Regions from separate parts of the Neogale vison genome. Here region 1 is linked to region 2. Evidence: chromatin contacts called from public Hi-C data. All regions are on one chromosome and are shown on one strand. The core of a region is the stretch at or near the end of the contact, and the rest is flanking DNA. Distances in the headings are between cores, read along the strand shown. Region 1 holds the start of PWP1 (periodic tryptophan protein 1 homolog). Region 2 holds the start of RTCB (RNA-splicing ligase RtcB homolog).

What was found. Hi-C and Micro-C count contacts between places; a contact is called where the count stands out from the background.
Region 1: a Hi-C map of muscle shows a contact between it and region 2, with 8 times the contacts expected there. The contact joins the promoter of PWP1 here to the promoter of RTCB in region 2. A contact is called at or near these places in 2 of 3 Hi-C or Micro-C datasets (fibroblasts and muscle).

What each region holds. Positions count from the first base shown.
Region 1 is chr12:14,689,223-14,693,180 of ASM_NN_V1, reverse strand. PWP1 (periodic tryptophan protein 1 homolog) reads left to right here and starts at 1,288. Exons shown (of 15, transcript XM_044226838.1): 1 at 1,288-1,496. The coding sequence starts at 1,425.
Region 2 is chr12:14,542,010-14,545,985 of ASM_NN_V1, reverse strand. It overlaps RTCB (RNA-splicing ligase RtcB homolog), which reads right to left and starts at 2,694. Exons shown (of 12, transcript XM_044227097.1): 1 at 2,517-2,694. The coding sequence starts at 2,609.

The DNA.
Region 1 (3,958 bases), core at 39-2,538, 150 kb before region 2:
ATAGTTATCAAGTGACCACTCTGCAGCAGGCACCATGAAAAAGCAGCAGCTCATTCCTAAAAGGGAAGCCCACGGAGGGAAGAGTTCCAGAGGCAAATACTCAAACAGAAGCCCATTTCTTGTATTTCCACCCGCACACCTGACTGAGCCCAGCCAAGTGTTATTAAATCAGCCTCTACTAATAAATCATTTCATGTGCCCTCCTCTAAATATAGCACAGGTGCTTGCTTGCCTGTTCCAATTATTATTGCTGCATTTAAAAAATGCATTTTAATGCATTTTTTAAATGCCAAACTTAGTGGTTTGGTACTTAATGCCAACAAACTGCACGTTGAAAAATGATTTAGGGGCGCCTCCATGGCTCAGTCCATTAACTGCCTTCCGCTCAGGTCATTATCCCAGGGTCCTGGGATCAAGTCCCGAATTGGGCTCCCTGCTAACTGGGGAGCCGGCTTCTCCATTTGTCTCCGCCCCTCCATTCCTCCTCCTGCTCATGCTCTCTCTCCCTCTCTCAAATAAATGAAAATTTTAAAAAAACTAATAACAATGGTTAAAATGGTAAATTTTATATGTATTTTGTCATCTTAAAAATATTATGGGAGAATTAAAAAAAAAAAAAACAAACCCGTAACGGTTTAAAACAGCCATTTAACGAAGATCACAGATTCTGGGGGATGAGTATTTGAGGCAGGGCACAGTGGCGACAATTCATTCCTGCTCCATGGTGTCTGGGCCTCAGTCAGAGAGACTCAAAGGCGGGCGTGAATCGGTGTCTGGGTGCTGGCATCATCTAGAGCCCTTACATTTACATGCCGGGGCTGACCCAAAAACTTGGGACTGCCTACTGGAGCGCCCAAGCGTGGCCTCTTCCTATGTGCCCTTCTCGCAACATAGTGGCCTCGGGGCAGTCAAACTTTCTATTTTCATAGGCTCCGTGGAGCCCAACACAGCGCTTGAACTCCCTTGAAATGACAAAGCTATATTGGAGAAAGCTTTAAAAGAAGAAAACCACAAACCGCTACCATTTGTCAGCGAAGTCTATGCAACTGCAGGCAAAATAAAGGTCTCTGACCCGTACAGTTCCAGTTTTATTTATTGCCTCCGTGAAGTCTGCAGAGACTGTCACAGGTGGGGCCGTCTGGAAAAGCCCATTCACATCAACCCACACAGCCCGGGCCACCCCAGCGTGGATTCCCGGCACAGCCGTTTTGGCTTCCAACCCTTTTCCCACCCCTTTCCCGTCGGTCGCCCTGGAATGACGTCACAAGAAGGCGCGGAGGCGCAGAAATCAGCGTCTGCGCGTGCGCCGTGTGCAAGCAGCAGCCCCAGGCTTGTCACAGAGCCTGGCGACCGCAGGGCGGCGGGGGTCTCGGTGCTGCTGCAGCCGAATCTGTAGCGTGAGGCGTCCTTGAGTTGAGAGGACCATGAACCGCAGTCGGCAGGTGACCTGCGTGGCCTGGGTCCGCTGCGGCGTGGCCAAAGAGACGCCAGACAAGGTAGGCCTGGCCGCTCGGAGGTAGGGGGAGCGGCCTCTTCGCGGCATCCTCGTCCAGGCCTGCCTAGAGAACCTGGACCCGCTCCACGCGGCCTGGGCCTGGCTGGTGTGACTGGCCGGGGTGAGGCCGGCTTTGCCCTGATTGTGGTGAGGGGCCCCCCGGCTCCGAGTCGGGGGCCGCGCCCCCTCACGGTCTCTTCCCACGAGTCCAGCCCACCCCGGAATTGGCGAGCACGTGGGCCTGGCGGGCGGGAAGGGGGCGGGGTGCTGCTCTCAGCGGGAAATCTCTCAACTTCTCACTGACAGCAGTGAGGGTTCACGCTCACTCTAGTGCGTGTTCAGGCATAGCGGGAAGAGGGAGCATGGGATAATGGGAAACCACTTTCTACTCGTGTGCTTGGCATTCTGGGCAGGATGAGAGCTGGAGGGTAGAACAACTGGTATGGAGACTATGACGTCGTGAGGCGGGCGCTGAATTGGGAATTTCTCGCAGTGATCCAAGTGAGATGTTGTGGCAGTGGGTGATGAGAGGTAAACCTGACACATTAAGAAGGAAAAAACCTGCAGAAGTTCGAAAATGAGTCAGTGGTAGAGGTGAAGATAATTTAAGTTCTTCAGCTGATATTTACTCAGTGCTTTCTGTGGGTTGGGCATTGTTCAGGGTCCAGGGGTAGGCATAAACAAAACAGAAAAATGCCTTTATGGAGTTGACATGCGCATATATGTCCGTGGGAGTAAATGCTATGAATGGAAAGGGGAGGGGGTACTGAATGTATTTGGGCCAGTGATGACAAAGGTGGGAAAAGTGATAGGAATGTAAGTGGCTGGGAGGTGAGGTTAACAGGAATGAGGGCTTGGAAGGTTTAAATTCCACCAGGGGACAGACTGTGCTTGTTTTATTCACCAGTTTCTCCCGTGCTTGGCTCCAGTAGGTGCTCATTGTGTGTATATATAGAGAGAAAGAATAAGGCCAGGAAATTATCTCAATAGAAATTATTGAAGGAGGTAATAGTTGTTATTAAAAAGGGACATGTAACCTTTTAAAGACTGTATGAGTTCCAGACTTGTCCACACACTGGAACCACTTGGAGAGCTGCAGAAGGTAGTGATGTCTGGGGCACCTCACTGGCTTCATTGGTGGAGCCTGGGCTCTTGATCACAGGGTCATGGGTTCAAGTGCCACACACCCACCTGCCCCCATTGGGCCTGCAGCTTACTTTAAAAAAAAAACACAGTGCCTGCGCCCCACTCCTGCATATTGTGATTTAATTGGTCTGGAGTGTGAGAAGATTCCCTCCCCCCACCACGTGATTTTAATTGAATACAAGTTTGGTAACCACTGCTTGAAGAGTTTGCGTTTATTCTACAAAATCAAAATAGGAAGAAGAGATTAAGTTTATTCTACAAAATCCCAGAAAAACTGAGATCAGTGAGAGTAATTAGAAAAATATCTTTTTTTTAAAGATTTTATTTATTTATTTGACAGAGATCACAAATAGGCAGAGAGAGGGGGAAGCAGGCTCCCTGCAGAGTAGAGATCCCAATGTGGGGCTCGATCCCAGGACCTTGAGATGATGACATGAACTGCAGTCAAATGCTCTACCACTGAGCTATACCCCCTGATGACATGAACTGAAGGCAGAGGCTTAACCCACTGAGCCACCCAGGTGCCCCGAAAAATAAGTATCTTTAAAAAAAAAATCTTTTAATTAATTTCAAAAGCCTTTAATTTCTGGAACAATGAATGTCTTCCCTCAGGAGGATTTCCATATTACTAGAGATGTTTAGTGCAAACTGAGTGATTGACTGAATCATCGTCTGTCATCAAGTATCCATCCCTACCAGGGGCTGAGCACTGAATTGTGTGTGTAAACACAGAACAAGAAGTTGTTTCTGTCTTCAGTGAGTTTACAGTTTCGCAATAATGGGATGTTTTAAAAGGTATTAAAGCATTGATTAGATGAAAGAATGCCAGTTTTGAAATAAAGAGAATGATTCTAATGATCCTTTTGAACAGGATTTCCCAAGTGGAGAGTCTTAAAGGCAGCTGGAAAGGTGGGGATGGGGGGGGTGGCTGGGTGGCTCAGGAGGTTACACATCTGACTCTTTTTTTTTTTTTTTTTTTTTAAGATTTTATGTATTTATTTGACAGAGAAATCACAAGTAGATGGAGAGGCAGCCAGAGAGAGAGAGGGAAGCAGGCTCCCTGCTGAGCAGAGAGCCCGATGCGGGACTCGACCCCAGGACCCTGAGATCATGACCCGAGCCAAAGGCAGCTGCATAACCCACTGAGCCACCCAGGCGCCCCTACACATCTGACTCTTGATTTTGGCTCAGGTCATGATCTCAGGGTCGTGAGATCAAGAGTCCTGTGTTGTCAGGCTCCAGGCTGCAGGGAGTCTGCAAAAAAAAAAAAAAGGAAGAAAGACAGAAAGATGCAACTGGAGTCTGGAGGCGCTAGAG
Region 2 (3,976 bases), core at 1,445-3,944:
TCAGTGGTCTTGATAAATAGATGAATCAAGAGTAAGATTCTAAACATAAAAATGCAGTCATCTGACCGTAGTGTATTTTTTCTGTGCCTGAGACAACAGCACATTACACCTTATTTTGTCCTGTGCTCATTTATAAATCAATACTTAGGTAAAGAGTAAAAAAATTTTAACATGTAGATACACAGCTGTGTGCTTAGTTCTAGAATCTACACAATTTTAAGAGGCTAAAGGAGCTTGACAAAAAATACAAATGACAAGGAAGAATGTAATTATGTAACACCTAAGGCCAAAATATTTTTATGAGATCAAAGACTATGAAGGAGCTGCCCACCTAAGGAGGGCAATCACCTGGACAAATTTCTTTCTTTTATAAGAAAGAGGACCTCTGCTTGAATAACACCAGTGTAAGCAAAATGTCTCCAGTACTATTTTCTATGGAGCACATTTAATTAATTCACCAAAGATTTACTATGTTTTAGGCACTGTAGTGGGCACTAGGGGAGAGATGAAGAATATGTTAAGATTTTTTTTTTTTTAAAGATTTCACTCATCTGTTGGGGTGGGGGCAGGCAGAGAGAGGAGGAGGCTCCCCATGGAGCAAGGAGCCTGATGAGGGATAAGGGATCCCAGGATCCTGCAATCATGACCTGAGCCGAAGGCAGACGCTTAACTGACTGCGCCACCCAGGTGTCCCTAAGATGCTGTTTTCGAGGAATTTCCAGCCCAGGATGCAGCCCAGACTAGAAAATTAAGGGTGTAATGAGACGAGCACTATGACAGGCAAGTGCTACAGAAAAAACGGAGGAAGCAGCTCAGCAGCCTAGGGAGCCGGGGGAGGCCTGACGGGTGCTCACTGTTTGAACCAGCTCTTCAAAGACAAGAGACATCACTGGAGCTGCAAGACATTCAGGAGATAAAAAGGAGACACAAAAATGACATAAAGTTGGGAGGGGGTGGGACGCCTGGGTGGCTCAGTTGGTTGGACGACTGCCTTCGGCTCAGGGCGTGATCCCGGAGTCCCGGGATCGAGTCCCACATCGGGCTCCCAGCTCCATGGGGAGTCTGCTTCGCTCTCTGACCTTCTCCTCGCTCAAGCTCTCTCTCACTGTCTCTCTCTCTCAAATAAATAAATAAAAAATCTTTAAAAAAAAAAAAAAAAAAGTTGGGAGGGGGGCGTTTTGGGGAGAGGAAGTTTTAGTGCAGCATGTGGGTCTTAACGGAGATTAAGTAGGATAGATATGGTAATTACTGTGAAGTTCACTCATCTCTCAAGTGCCGGAATAGAATTCAAGCTTAGCACAAAGGTCAGTAACTTTAAGAGCAGTACATTGAGATTTCAACTCTCCGCTCTTAGGAGAGAAGTGGTAGTCAAGTGTACAGTGAAACCGTAGCTGCCAATGGCAGGACGAGACTTGCTCTTGGGCAGAATCAGCAGCAAGTGTGTGTATTAAAAGTGAAGCCAGAATCACTACCAGACACTGACCATGTGTTATCATGACCATCACGTTATGGTTATTTCCTATTCCCTCATTCAGGGAGCCAGATTCCATAGACAGAAACTGGTTAAACGGAAACAGCAAAAAGGAAATCTTATGACTATGGCCTTTTTCTCCTCTCAGAGTCCAGCTCTGTTCGTGGGGGACACTCAGTAAGTTCTGATATTGAGTAAAAGAGTGGAGTGGCTATCAGGAACTCTTACCAAAAGAGACTCACAAACCGTTCAATATGCTTCCAAGGCACCTTGAAAGACTTCAAAAGCTATTTAACAACATGTGCCCCTGAACCTTGCAAACGACTGTTTTCTTCCCTTTAATGGAAAATAATAGACACAAATGGCAACGAAGCCTGCGAGAGAGCGCGAACCCAGGCTTTCACGCTCCCTGGTGCTGGGTTCCAAGCCTCCATCGGGAATACGTCATTCCGTCGGAGAAAAGAAGTAAAACGGGCATCAAGTCCTGGCTGAGCTTACGAGGTGGCTAGAGGAAGCTGTGTCACCAACCCATCCTTAGCGAAGTGAGTATTCAAATCAAGCCACCCTGCCCTGGGAATCTTCTAGACCGCTGCGAGACGCAAAGACGTCTTATTGAACGGTGAATGCTAATAACTGGCTTCAGCAAACAAAGGTCTCGTAAACGTCACCCAGATGGCCAGCGTGAGTCAGGAACAGAGTCCCATCCCAGCGACTCCACCCGGGACTGGCTGGGCCACCGTGTACAACTACCCCTCGCGTCTCTAAAGCTCGAAAATGTAACATCTTGCGGCGCGTTTCTGGGACTTGCACGCGAAAGCGTTGTGCAAGCGCGAATTTCGCGTTCACTTGGGTTTCCCCCGGAATGTTCCGCTTTGGGGACCTTTCCCGCCGGGAGGGGGGGGCCGGCCGGAGGGTGGGGACGGGCACGGTCCCCGCGCTAAGCCAGGAGTCGGGAGGACGAGGGGGAAGGCCGGGCCGGGTGGGCAGGGAGGCGCCGCGGGCCCCCGGGAAGGCCCCGTCACGGGCTCCTGCTTCCCCGCCTCACCTGCATGTTAGGCACGAAGCCCTTCTTGATTCTCCAGCAGTTTTTATTGATCTTTTCCAAGAACTGCAGCTCATCATTATAGCTGCGACTCATGGCGGCGACAAGCGGCGAAAACTCCCGGCTCCCCTTTGAAGAGACGCTGCCGCGCTGTCCCGCTGTCCCGCGGCCTGAAGCACCACCTTCCGGAAGCCAACGCGCAGGCGCAGTAGGCTCCGCCGCAGGATGGGCGACGGCAAGTGTCGAGGCTCGAAACTCATGGCCCCTACAAATCGCTTTTCTCTCGTTACGTTAGACTGCCCTCTAGTGTTTATCTTTCTTGGATATTTACTAGCCCTCTTCGGGCTTAAAGGGGAACTAAATGCTGTCGTTTTTAGCGAGTTTGTAGTCATCCTTTGTTTTGGAAGTGCTTCTCAGCACTTGAAGAACGCACTGAATCTGGATCAGGTCCAACTGCTGTAATGAAAATCTGCGTGGAGTTTACGTTCCCAGCAGGGAGGGAAAAAAGATGCGCGTAGCCGCGAAACCTGTTTAAATAAATATGACTGGACACGTGTAATGTTTCAGGACGCATGTGTGGATGCACGTTAAATCACTTTTCTGCCAAAAAAGAACGTTTCGAAGAATGAAGGTGACAGTTTACCCGTTATTCCAGCGAACATCGATGGGCTGGTTGCTATGGCCAGAGGTGCGCCCTGAAGATGAGCAGATCACAGTCCAGGCGGACAGCCGGGCTGCCCGGGCTTCCCTTCCTGGACGACTTGGAACCCTTGTTCATACTCTTTTACATGCCTCTCTTGCTCCCAGAGTAAGCGGTTTTCACGTATTTCCGCTTCTAGTCCTACCGCATGTAAATAGCGGTGACTTTGGGATGGGGAAGACTTGGACTCAATTTCTCCCTCTGCCATGTAAAGCACAGGCTGCTTTACCAGCCTTATGGGATTCATCTCTCTCCTCCTTCGTTTTCTCATCTGTAAAATGGGACCACAGTTCTTCTGAGCGTCTGTGAGCATTAGGTGATTGACTGTCCTGGAGTAACCAGCACGGGGCTTGGCATCCACTTTCCCAGAAGACTGTGAGAGCCACAAAGGCAAAGTCGGTGGTTTCTAGTCCTTCTTGCATTATCCATACGGGCTCCTCTTTCCTCCTCTTCTGCCCCCGTGTCACCCCAGTAATTAGATGCTCTAACAACTTAAGATCCCCAGCAACAAATGATCTAGGCTAAGTGCACTACCATTTCATCTGGGAGGGAAAACCCTAAAACTCAAAGAAGCGTTGTAACTTCTCGAGTTTGCTATGACCACTGTTTCTCACCAGAAACACCGAGGAGCCAAGCTGTCCCTCCTTTAAAGGATTTTATTTATTTATTTGCTAGAGAGAGAAAGGGAGCACAAGCAGGGGGAGTGGGAGGCAGAGGCAGAGGGAGAAGCAGGCTCCCTGCTGAGCAAGGAGGCCTATGGAAG